Regions from separate parts of the Acanthopagrus latus genome. Here region 1 is linked to region 2. The links are chromatin contacts, called in public Hi-C maps. All regions are on one chromosome and are shown on one strand. Each heading gives the region's core, a stretch centred on a gene start, on an enhancer-like site or on the middle of the called end of the contact. The rest is flanking DNA. Distances are from core to core; before and after follow the strand shown. Region 1 holds the start of LOC119021773 (zinc finger E-box-binding homeobox 2-like). Region 2 holds the start of LOC119020666 (SH3 and cysteine-rich domain-containing protein 3-like).

Region 1 (6,268 bases), core at 183-2,682, 140 kb after region 2:
GACTGATAGTGCTGTTCTTTAGAATGTATGAGATCTTTTGTATAAAATTATCTTTTTATATTAATGAACCTTACGAACGTTGCCTTCTATGTGTGTGTGTTGTTGATTTTTTTTTTTTATAGCTGTCATCCTTCATTATGACTTTTTTGCTGGCAAAAGAATATCACCTTTAGCAACAGAAAGCTATAATAGTAGCATTAACTATAATAGATAAAAGCCAAGTGTTATATTTTGTGTACAATTTTCTACATTTTTATACAAATGTGCTATATTTTACCAGTTTATGAATAAACATGTTCAGTGGAATGGATGCAGAATGTTTGTCAAATGTCTGTTGTGTTTCATTACATCACACATATCTGTGCATTGTTTACATCAATGAGGTTTTATTTTAGACCCATTTTACATCATTGTAATTTGAAGGTGAGGAGTCAAATATCCATAAAATATGTTTCCCTGTAATGGCGTTGGTTCATTCTGATGGATAACATGTTTCTGTGCCCAATGATTTCATGCAGTGACTCCTTTCCTCCATTAGAGAGCAGCACAGCCTGATCTGGAGCTCAGATAAACAGTTTTTCCTCTGTCATTCACTTCAGCTTAAGCTCATTTTGCATAACTTGGTATGCTGCACACTCTACCTAGCACCTCTGAAAGCAGTTTATCTATATTCTGGAAAATTGTGCTCCAACACCATTATACCCCCAAATTATTTAAAATCTGGCCAACTGACCAACCAGAGGACATCCACCCTAAATCATCCTTCTTCCTGTCCTTGTCATAATTGGAAAACCCCTTGTTATGACTATGATTTAGACCTGCCTGCCACTGAAGCCTATTATAAGCTTCAGTCATCTGCTAGGCTCCTGCAGTTAAGTAAGTGAATTAGCATTAAAAATGGCTGCTCTTGGTGACATCAGTGCCTGGACAGGCTCTCTGTGGTCAGTGGGGATTGGCACAGAGGCCCGCCGAATGCTGTAAGAAAGAAAAACTACACAGCTCTCGCTCGTAAAATATTATCAACACGGCATCAAATAAGACAGTGGTGGGAAATTTTGGAGAAGAAATGAGAGCGAAAAATGTCCATGCCCATGATACTGTTTCATATCTTGTGCAACCCTGGTTCCTAATCTTTTTCTACTTCAACTATTTAAAGTGAAGTCATGTCTATTTATGACCTCACATCATAGGATATGGTGGTGTGGAAGTGAGTTATGAGCAGTGCAACCATAGAGTGTTTTTCCCCCCTCAAATTGAAGCAAAATTAGAGAAAAGACCATAAAAAAATAAACCCAATTTTATTAGGTTTCTTAACAGGCCTATTTTTTCCCCTCTCTGTCATCCTTTCAATAACCTTATGACCTCGGATTTATTTTGTAGTATCCCTCCGCCAGGTTAACGACAATTGGTGTAGAGTACACCTACTTCAACTACATGGAAACAAAGTAGAAACCGCACAAATTAGATAATACCTATCGCTAGTGATAATAATGTTAGTAATATTAGTGCAATTGTTAATTATCTATATTTTGGCAGCCAGGGGTTTAAAACATAGTCCCGGCCTAAGAAACTCTCAGTAACCATAGCAACAGTGCCCACATCTGTTACGTGCCACTTTACAAGCTAAGCTAGCTAAAATAGCTAGCGTTAACTCTAACTTTAAACAAATAGTAGGTCAACTGACTTCAAGCAGACTTTTAAAAAATTGGGACGAGTTGCCACGAGTATGGTAAGTGGCAAGACACTCAAATATTAAAAATACTCTTAGAATATAACAGCTTTTGCAACATCTTGTCCCTTATATTAGTCACATTATGAAACGCATTGTGTGCTAACGCCGCCATTTAATCTGCCATCAAGCTTCAAAAGATTACTTACAGTAATATTTGTAACGTAATATTTGTGAAATGGTATCCCCCACCATTACTTTTTACAGTGTTGGCTCGTTCTGGCTCTGGGGCCCCAGTGTGCTTGGACTATATTGGCATTGTGGTGTTGTGGCATGGCGCTGTAGACTCACGGCAGCCACTACAGCCTGGCAGTGATGCTAACGTTGACTCATTTGCTCCAAGGCGAGGGGAAGTTCTCCTGACGGACTACTGATGTGCGATCTGGCATATCCACATCTGTTATTTGAAACAATAGCTCTGCATTAAGGTCAGATGGGGTGTTTGGCAGAGAGAACATCTTATATTACAGATACGATAGCTCTGTACACCTTATTCCATTTTAAGGAAGTCACCCTTTAGGTATACCAGATTAAAGGTACATCACACATGTGTAACACATTAAAATCGTTGTGATCATGTATTATCAGAAGTATGCTTTCTAGAACCAATTATTGAGGTATAGAAATATAGAGCAGGATTGTTGTATTTGTTTATTACTAGACTGGTGACAGACTGATTTTTGGCCTGGCTGATTACTGGGCCCATTGTTCCTAATTTTTCCGATTGTCAGCGTTTTTTCGTGTATGATTGCCTATACACAGTTAGAACTTCGTAGAGCACATACCTCCGCCAAGGGCCAGCTGTATCCTTAAATTGATGTCACACTCAGTAGCCCTGTATCACTGTAAATGTCAAACCACAGATAACTGCCAAACCATAATTTAAATTCTCTCATTCATAGATACCAGCCACCTAAGTGCTCCTGATTTTTTTTCATCAAGATCCATGCATTATTCCCTGAAAAATCAACAGATGTAAAAAAAAAAATTGCAATGTTGAGGGAAAGTGAAGGAAAATTCCTGCTTCTGTTCCTTTATCCAGATATATACCAAAAGTTAATGGTCTCTATTCTGGGCTGAGACCCATCCTTCCTCCAAGTTTTATGGAAATCTGTTCTGTAGTTTTTGTGTAAGCCTCCTGACAAACCAACAAACCCACCCAATGGTCATGGGTGAAAACATAACGTCCTTGGTGGATGTAATCAATTAATTTTAAAATGTGCGACTTTGACTCTTATGCAGCATCCTTTCACAGTCTGTAGTCTCCATTCTTTGGTCGCACTCAATGTCCCGCCTACAACACTATCTGATTGGTTACATGTCACAAGAAAAAGCCATATCAGTTGACCCCTAGTTTCGATTGCATGCACCTTAACATCTTGTTTGACACAGTTGCATGAGTTTAGACATAAAGCACTTTGGACCTTCACGTCTTTCTTCAAAGTGAACATTTGCTTAACATTGTCTTGTCTCCTGCCTCAGGCCAACGTATTTGTCATGTTAAATGACCAAAGCTTCTTTAGCACAAAATTACAGAGTGAGTGTGTGTTAGTGTGCATGCGTGTGCATTTTTAAACTATTTTTCATCAGGTTTGCATTAGACTTGGATATAAACAGTCAGACAGCGCTGATGCAGAGATTGTGTTGTCGACTCTCTACAATGTGATCTCGCTTGTCTGTTGAGTTACAAATGGAAATGCCAAAATAAGAACAGAGTTTTTCAAATGCAAAGAAGTGGGCAGCATAATGACTTTTCTCTTTTCTTGTCTTGCCATTCAGAGAGAGGCTTTTCTTTTCCTTTGTCACTTAGGTTGGCATATAATTAACTCCTGCTTAATATGCTGTTTAAGGGCTCTCCTCCCCATGCAAGAAGCTTTGAACCCATAGACCACAGTCAGGGACAAAACCCCAGTGGGACTGCTTCCTCCATGCTCCTCCTTGTGTGTTACTGTGTGTGTGTGTGTGTGTGTGTGTGTGTGTGTAGAGGTAGTTGTTTTAACAAGACAGTAGAAAGCTCTAACTATAACACCGCAACATTGCTGTGCCCTTATTTTAAGCCGCACAACTATTAAACCAAAAGAAGACTGCTCACAAACATCCAACAATCTTAGTCATAACACATCAAACATCAAACGAATAAACTGATAAAATGGTGCATTATTTAACGTATCCAAAAGAAATGCATAAGCGTACAGTTGTTGCATGTTTTAAAGTAAATTAAGAGAGCTATGCTGTGGTTGATTTATTTAAATTTGAGCGGTTAGACCCATCAAAGGAAATGCAGCGCGGCACATTTTTCGTAAACTTGAATAAACAAAAAAACCTCACAAAACTATGCATGTAACAAGTTACAATTATATGCTATACATATATACAGATCTGGCCTGAGTGAGAAAGTTACAGTCTGGTTCAAATCAGTTGAAATTTAGGAATTTTAAACGAAAAAACATTTCCACCTAACCTGCAGCCCTAGCACTTTGTAGACATATATGAGCATAACTTTAAAAAAAAAAAAAAACAGCTCCCAGGACCTCTGAGGCACCTCTGCACCTCTGTGACCCTCATCTGTAGCAAAGTATATTGCCCCCTCCTCGTCCACCTCTTCTCCTCCCTCTCCCCTATCCATCCCACCACAAAGAGCCGCGATGACCCCTTCTGTCCCGGTCTTTCTTTGGCCCGCAGCTCCCTCCCCACCTTCAGGATGCTTTCTCTTCCAGAATCCATTAACAGAAAAACCCCCAGCAGTCCTGACGGTAAAGGAATGAAGGGGGGTGTGTGCTGTTTTTCAACACAAGCTGATTTGAGTTTTACTCATTATTGGTTACAGCTCCAAAATTACATTTTGAAGTTATCTACTAAGTCAGTTCACATTATATATGATACAATGCTTCTGTCAGTTTTATGACTGCTGTGCATAAGGTTAGCTGTTGCTTCATACTATGCCCACAGAGACAAGGACCATAATAATAATAATATTTAAAGTTATCTGTAGGACAGCATCTAATGGTAAAAAAGTCACATTGTGATTATTGTACAATTTTAATTTTCCTTGAAAAACTATTGAAATCATGACGTGACATTTATGTTTTCGTACATCTGGAGGACAAGATTCAGTGGTCAGGGCATCTCTGCAGCACTACAGTATTTCTTTTGTATTTATTTTGTTCACTGGTGTGCTTTGATAGTTTAGTCATTGCATAATCCGAATTGACTTGTCCTGGTTGATATAGGCAGTGATGGAATGTAACAAAATATGCAAGTATTGTACTTGTACTGTACTTTTAACTCCACTGTACTACAGTTTGGAAGCAAATAGTGTACTTTGTAATCCACTACATGTATTTGATCACTTGAGTCAGTAGTTACTTTGCAGATTGCATGGAGCCTTAATGTCAGCTGGATATAAAAAAAAAAACAACAACCACATATTCAAATAATGAGAAAAATGCTGCCTTTCTAATCTGTAGTAATAGGCTGGGAATCATAATCAGTTGACCCATAGTATTTAGTATATACTGTACATATATTAAATTATATATATTATTTACCTTTACTTGTACTTTTGATACTTAGGTGCATTTGATATCAGATACTTTAAGACTTATTCCCAAGTAGCCTACTATTTATATGGGTGACTTCTCCTACTTTTTCAATTTTGTCTGTTAGTACTTTAACAAAATACTAACACAAGGAGATTTCCGATAATTAATGACTATCGGTGTTGTGGATATAAAGACCAAATGGGTAAAGACAAATATGAGAACAAGTTGAACAGTCTGGTAATTGCATCACTTTACTGTAATGCAGCCCGTAAAATCAGGAAAGACCCAAGAAAGTTCTCAAATCTAACATGGTATAAAGTCTCATATCACGATAACAATATATATCCAATATGTTGCCCTAATTAAGCCTGTAATTTACATTAACTGGTACTTTAGATACTTTATCAGCTACTCTTAAGGGCTTTACCAATGTAATCCTTTAATATATCTTAACTCAAACACAAGTGACTCCTACTTTTTTATAACACTGGATTTAGGTTTATCACTTCATTAATCTCTTTTCTAAAGGTTCCGTGCAGGTAATCTGTCTTTCACCTCTGTAATCTGTTTCACTGTGTCAGATCCCAGTTTGTTTACTGATTCACAGATTCTTACAGCGGGACACATTATGCGCCGTGAAAGGCTACCCTGCTCGCTCGTATTATCTCTAAAGAGGGTGTTGGGGGGGGGCACTAGAAAGCCAAGGTGGGGGTCCTGAACGCCGCGTTAGAGTTTTATTTCGGATGTTTTTTTCAGTTGCAAAACAGATTACAGTCGAGGTTGCAACACAAAGGGCTGTCAATGCACCACTTCCTACAGCCATCCACGGGTGAATGGGGGCGCAGGACGGGGTCCTCTCCAGGGTACTCGAGCGCAGGTGCGACGTGCATAACAGTCGGGCCATAAAACACGAGGAGGAGGGAGAAGGAGGAGGGGGGAGAGCCCGCATACCTGTTGTCATTAACCTGCAGTTAGTCTAATCTCCCAGCGGTGGAAA
Region 2 (6,397 bases), core at 766-3,265:
CACACAGCATCCTGCACCACCCCGCAGCCTGACACATTTATGTGAGAACGATTCTATTAATACTGAACCACACGGGCGATCTGAGTCATATGGAGTCTGTCTGGTGCTCACACAAACTGTATCGTATCAGCCCGAGACAGAGCCATGAATAATGACACACACACACACGCACATCGGGACTACTGTGTGTCTTTTTCACATTCTTATTTTGGTGATATTCCTAAATTAAGCTGTAATTCTGCATGAAACTGGGAGTTTTTAAGACGAACACACACACACACACACACACACACACACACACACACACACACACACACACACACACACACACGCACACACACACACACACACACAGATGCTCACATACAGACCACAGGCGGGATCAACCGAAAGGGGCTTAGATCTCAAAATAGCTGCAACAGAGACCGACAAAATTCCCAACTGGATGTAACAAAACCTGACATTACTCCTAAATATACTACAGTCTGGTTAAACAGAGTCATGAGGATGTCACACACACATTCACAGCTTTGTACACACACACGCACGCACTCTCAGAGGGACGCCTGACAGAACCAAACTGGCTCCAACTCTCCATCTCTGGCAGGATTAGAGGAGTCCTGCGGCCGCCAGGCTGTGGATTAACACCACAATAACCGATAATAGCAGGGAGAGTTCACACATTACAGCTCCATCACGCCGCAGCTCTGTTTGGCTGTCAGGATTCCTAAACAAACCGACCACAACGCCGCAGCAGACATGTCAGCTTAGAGTTAACTTATTCACATCCACCGTGGCAGTTTATCTATTTTTCACAAATCAAGTGAAGAAAAACCGGCGACGTGACATCTGTCCTTGGATTCTATATCGAGTGTTACCAGTGAGGAAATTCAGCCAGATGGATACAAATAAAGGGTCAGTTCAACTGCACAGCAATATTGCAGATGTTCCTCCACTGGTTGGTTGTCCAGGGCTCACATTTATCAACAGCCCCGTCCCCTGGATGAAATATCAGGAGTTCACAGTTGAAAAATGTGTCTCATCACGGTGGAGTGGCTGGTGGAGTCACAGGCGAGGAGGCTGCCAAGTCAGTGACAACTGTTCAAGCCCGCGTTACAATATTTCCAAGTGTGAAGTCACCTCATTTTTAAGGAGACCCCAGAACAATAATATCCTGCAGCTATTGTGAGGACTGATCATTTGAGCCAAATCACCATCTTTTCCTCTCCCTTGACAAATAGCTCTCGTGCACAAACCCAACCAGACTACAAGTGCAGCTTTGATGAGATAAAATTCAAAGTTAAAACTAAAGAAACATGCGGCATGAAGAATTGTGTCATTATATCTGTGGTTTGCAGAAACATACATCGTCAGCATTTATTCTGCTGATTTGGTTTTTTGCTGTTGACTGCTTTTAAATGGTGTCTTTACAGCAGTGCTCACCAGTGTGGTTCTCTATTCAACTTATTAGTATTTGAACATTGTACACATTTCAGAGACGGACGCTATCTGCCATCCCACTTCACCTTACTCGACAGTGATCTATCAGTTTTCTGGACAGTTGGCCCGCAGCAAAGCACACAGGGCCCTTGACGTGCGCGCCACATGGTCAGTTGTGGGTTTCGGGTGTCTCACCGTGTTGTCCTCCTCTTTCACCACATTATCAGGGAGAGGCGGGTTGTCATGAATATCCACGGAGGCCTTGTCATCCAGCCTGTCATCAGAAGATGCCAAATGTCACGTCAGGAAGCAAATGTTGGAGAGACAAATCCATCTCGCTCAGACATCACATGCTCGGTTTTTTTTCTGTTCTCTCTGGTTTCCAGCTGTGCACTTTTTGTTCTTTAAGATTCTTTGCTGCTATCAAAGGGGATGTGTAAGGCAACCAGGCCCTCAAAGTACAAGAAAAGGTACAGTTGTTTGTAATTTGTGTGCCAGTTATCTACATGATGACATGTGTTTTATCCCTTTTCTGGTCCTCTCTGCAGTCTGAACTTACGAGTCATAATTGGCCATGTTTGGTCAGCCGAGGTGTGGTTCCTCCAGATATTCAAGGCTCGGACCAGTAGATGGCACTGTGGAGGGAGAAACACACCAGCATCACTTCTGTTTCTGAAATCTCTGTCGGCTACTGATAACAAAGCATCTCCTTTCTGCTTATCCTCCGATTTATGATCAAATCAGGGCTGTCAAAACACATTTCAGATGTTTGATTATTGTTGATCCACCTTGCCTGGCATCACTTTACGGCTGCCGTTTTTCTAGATGTATTGATCACTGAGGTCTGTTTTGAGTAGGCAACTTGATCTCAGCTAAGTTTAAACAGGGCTGACTTGAAACCTGGTACAAGATACGGCCGGTGGAAGTTACGGAGGGGTTAAGAGGGTTTCCTCCTTCTGGGGGTGGGTTTACATGTTAGAATAAAAGTTCAGGACGCAAACAAGAAACACATTTAGCAATCTAACACATAGAAAGTGTCACAGTATTAGTAAGGGGTTAAGAGTGGCTAGAAAAGCTGTCAACTGACCGTTAAAGTTGGATCCCCCGTCTCCTTTAAGGTGGTTGCAGTCAGGAGGGGTCCCCGCAGATTTAAACTTCATGGGACTCTTTTCAAGCAGTCCTGTAGTTCTGTCCTTTCCAAATGAGGCTCCAACAGGTGGGAGATTGGGATGAGTGAATGCCAGCAGGCCAACCCAGCCGAGCCCTATGTCTGTATGTGAGTGTGTGTGTGTGTGTGTGTTCATGTGTGCGTTAATGTGACAGTTTGGGACAGCTGAGCACTTTAAAAGCTGAGAAGCTCTCCCAGCTGAGTGGTTAAAACACAGAGTGCTCTGCTTCTAGCTCCTCGCTCAGTGAAGCGAAGCATAACGTTGGAGTATTATCACGCTCGCTTGACAATTTGGGGAAATGTGTGGAATTTGTGAGTTCTCTTGTTTTGTGTGAGAGAATAAAGGGTTTTTGGAGGCAGTGGTGCGACTGAGATCTCACTCGTCTAAAGAACATGAAACTCCCTGATCAGCCAAAGAACACAAGACACTTCAGCTGCATCAGCCTGATTTAAAAAAAAAAAAGTTCATTTTCACTCAGAAAGTCCCTTGGATGTAAAGTCCATTAACCAATAAAATGATCACCAGTAAAAGACATAATGCATCAACTCTGAACGGTATCCCTTTAATTTACAGGTATTTATTAGTGTAAGAAAACTGCAAAGAAATAACAAATTATATCAGTTTAGTCATCGTGACAAGTTGTTGTAGAATTACCATGGATTACTGTAGTACTGGTCAGTTACAGAGTAAGAATAATGTCATAATTATCATTCTGGATATAAATGATGAATACGTAGTAACTACCTGAGAGATTTGTTTTTGCTTAATTCCCATATATCTACTGAGAAAACATGTTTATTCTGCATTAAATGTACCCTTGCATTTAACTAAATCTACTCATGTCATTTCTAAGCAATGTATTTCATAATACTTTGTAATTACCAGGCTGTAAATTAAAAACGTTACCCTGAAGACCATGGAAACAAAGGTTAGTTGACGTGAATTGAATGTACAGTGGCATGTATTGTGCACCATTTAAGTATTTCATCACCAGCTTTCAACTAAGATGGGTAGTTATGTAGAAGGGCCTCTGTAATGATCATAGATCATTTCTTTTCACTAATCTTCACCGACCTGCTTCTGTTTACAAATCATATAAATTACACTTGAGATATGATTACAATTTATTTTTAATGTCAATAATATTTGTATAGCTTTTTGTATGTGTACATTCACTGCATGTATATTATCTATATAGGCATTTATTATTTATTACCAGTTGAATGTTGGGTCCCTGCTCTCTATGAAAAGTGGCATAACATCTGTCAAAATACGGCACCATATGAATTAGGTTAATTAGGTTAGGTTGCATGCTCTCCCGTTCGTCTCCTTACATTCGGCCTTCTGTTGCCCACATAAATCTCAGACTTTTTTTGCCCCCAGTCATCCGCTGTGAACTTTTGGCATTTGAAGGCCCGCCACTCGTCCTCTGAGAACACTACAAGACAGCCTTCATTTGACAGGGCTGGAGTGGTTTCGAGTCTGGTGTGTGTTTATTAAGAAGATTCTGTATCTGAGATGAAGATGCTTTTCTTTCTCCAAGTGTGATGTACTGACTTTAAAGTGTGGTCACTTTGGGTCTGCCTGATCGTGCTTTGAAGAAAGTGATCCAGTTTCTGTTTTTAGGGTTATATGCCCCCCGTAGAAACCTTGAGTCACTTCTGCCGCTTTATGAATCCTCAACCTTCCTGATTATTTTCAGGTTTACATGAAAATATAAGAAATGTTCAAAGCGGTCTTAAACCTTTTGACTGGGCTGTACACAACGTGGATCACTGCTCTGCGTAGATCAGACTACAGAGTCGGTAAAAGTTTCAGTAAAGTCAAGCAAATGAACCACAACGACACAGGGGATTTGATAGATTTTTTCTCAACTTTTATATTTTTAAAAACAAACAAAAAATAACAGATTAAATAAAATTTACAGTAGACATATGCAATCATTGTGCACTTTAACTACTTCTTCTTATACGTTCTGCACAGCTGTCAACGAAAAACGCAAACACAATGGGGGCGTCGGGGGTGGAGCGGGCGGGGAGATGTGGGGGCGGGTGTGGAAGAGAGGAGAGGACCAAAGAAGTGAGGTAGAGGGCAGTAAGGAGGGGGAAAAAATGCCGGGAAGAGGAGAGGAGGGATGAAAAGGGGAGGAGTAAAGGATAAAGGAAGGCCTAAAGTTTTTTCACTCAGGGGAAAGAAAGAAAAATCACTGAATATATAGATTTCTTTTATTCCTTACATCACTTATATAAATATATTGAATCCCAAAAAACAAAACAAAACAAAACAAAAAACTTTTGAGGAAAAAAAAAAAAAAAACAGCGCAATACAGAAACCCACAACAGCAGTAAGGCAAACAGAAAGCAAGAGAGGAGAGAGAGCAGTGAGAGAGTACATGAGAGGGGACAGAGGAAGCAGAGGAAGAGAGGAGGCAGTATGAGACATGGCAAGAAAAAGAGGGGGGGAGCGGTGGGGAAAAGCAGAGAGAGTGCGCAACTGTGCGTATGAAAATTTATAAATATGTGATTAAGAGACAACTGGGCGACAGAGAGTTCACGGAGAGGGGGGAGAGTGTTGGCAGAAAAAGGAGGAACAAGGAGGAAGGGGTTGGAGAGTGGAGGGAGGAGGAAGAGGAGGAAAAGGTTTGACTGAGGTCGACTGTCCAGTGTGTTTTTGTTATGTGCTACGTGACCCTGTTGCCTGCGTTTGTGTCTGTCTCTCCTCATTTGTGTTTTTGTGTGTGTGTGTGTGTGTGTGTGTGTTTGTAAAATGGCAGCACACAGTCCACAGCAACAGTGAAACATCTGCTCACGTGTCTTGTGTGCTCTTCTGTTATATAAATACAAAACAAAAACAATGAATAAAAACAAACGACAAAATCATATTTGCAACCAAACACCAGCCACCTCATGATTCACACCTTCTTCCCTTTTATACATTTGACACATCATTAAACTCAAGTTTTTTTTTGTTGTTGTTTTTAAATTGTACACTAAGAGCAGTCCCCCTCAGTCCTCCTTCCTTTTCCACCACTCCACCAAGAGTCTTTCTTTCTGTCTGTCTCTGTGACTTTCTTTCCTCCCCCTCTCTTTTCCTTTCACTGAGAACTGGCTCTCTCCAGCACACGCAGGTCATAGTTCTTTTTGGCGGCCCTCAGTTTGAAGAGGCTGGCCCCGCTGTTGTTAAGTTTGAAGAAAGCACTCTGGGCAGCCATGGTGCTGGAGAACACTGCCACTATTGTGTAGAGGTGAGCAGGGTCGCTGCTGTCGCATTTCGGCCCAGCGGTGGCTCCTGGACCTGAAGGCCCTGCACCGGGACAGGGGCCACATCCACCTGCTCCCCCTCTGCCTCCCTGGGGCTCCTTCAGCCACTGGATCTTGGCACCACACATCATCAGCTGGTTGAAGAGCTTTTCAGCTTCTGGACGTGATATCCCCTCTGGCAGGTCGGTTACCTCTAGTACTCGACTCACCACTGGACAAAGAAGAGAGTAAGAGAAAGACAGACAGTGTTAGCAGGCTGAGCCATCTTCATTAGAGGAAAATGTGTGTTTAAATCCAATAGGATGCAGTAAACTCTATATTGACAAAAAAAATACACCCTACTTTTACTCTGATATAGTTACATCATCCTGCAGCCTAAATACGACTATATGTGGGGTCATCTATGTGCTTACGTAACATCTCTGCTTCATCTGAGTTCAGTTTGGAGGTAAACGTACTCTGAATGCTAAGAATTCTAACTCATAGTCAACTACCAACTATAGATGACAATAAAGTTTAGTTTAGTTT

What was found. Hi-C and Micro-C count contacts between places; a contact is called where the count stands out from the background.
Region 1: a Hi-C map of liver shows a contact between it and region 2, with 4 times the contacts expected there. The contact joins the promoter of LOC119021773 here to the promoter of LOC119020666 in region 2. A contact is called at or near these places in 2 of 4 Hi-C or Micro-C datasets (liver and muscle).

Annotation. Positions count from the first base shown.
Region 1 is chr6:11,696,166-11,702,433 of fAcaLat1.1, forward strand. LOC119021773 (zinc finger E-box-binding homeobox 2-like) reads left to right here and starts at 1,433. Exons shown (of 9, transcript XM_037102267.1): 1 at 1,433-1,729. It overlaps gli1 (zinc finger protein GLI1), which reads left to right. Exons shown (of 13, transcript XM_037102216.1): 13 at 1-317.
Region 2 is chr6:11,554,563-11,560,959 of fAcaLat1.1, forward strand. It overlaps LOC119020666 (SH3 and cysteine-rich domain-containing protein 3-like), which reads right to left and starts at 2,016. Exons shown (of 12, transcript XM_037100162.1): 1 at 2,000-2,016; 2 at 1,636-1,714. The coding sequence starts at 2,016. It overlaps LOC119021249 (R3H domain-containing protein 2), which reads right to left. Exons shown (of 28, transcript XM_037101418.1): 28 at 4,464-6,080. The coding sequence ends at 5,704.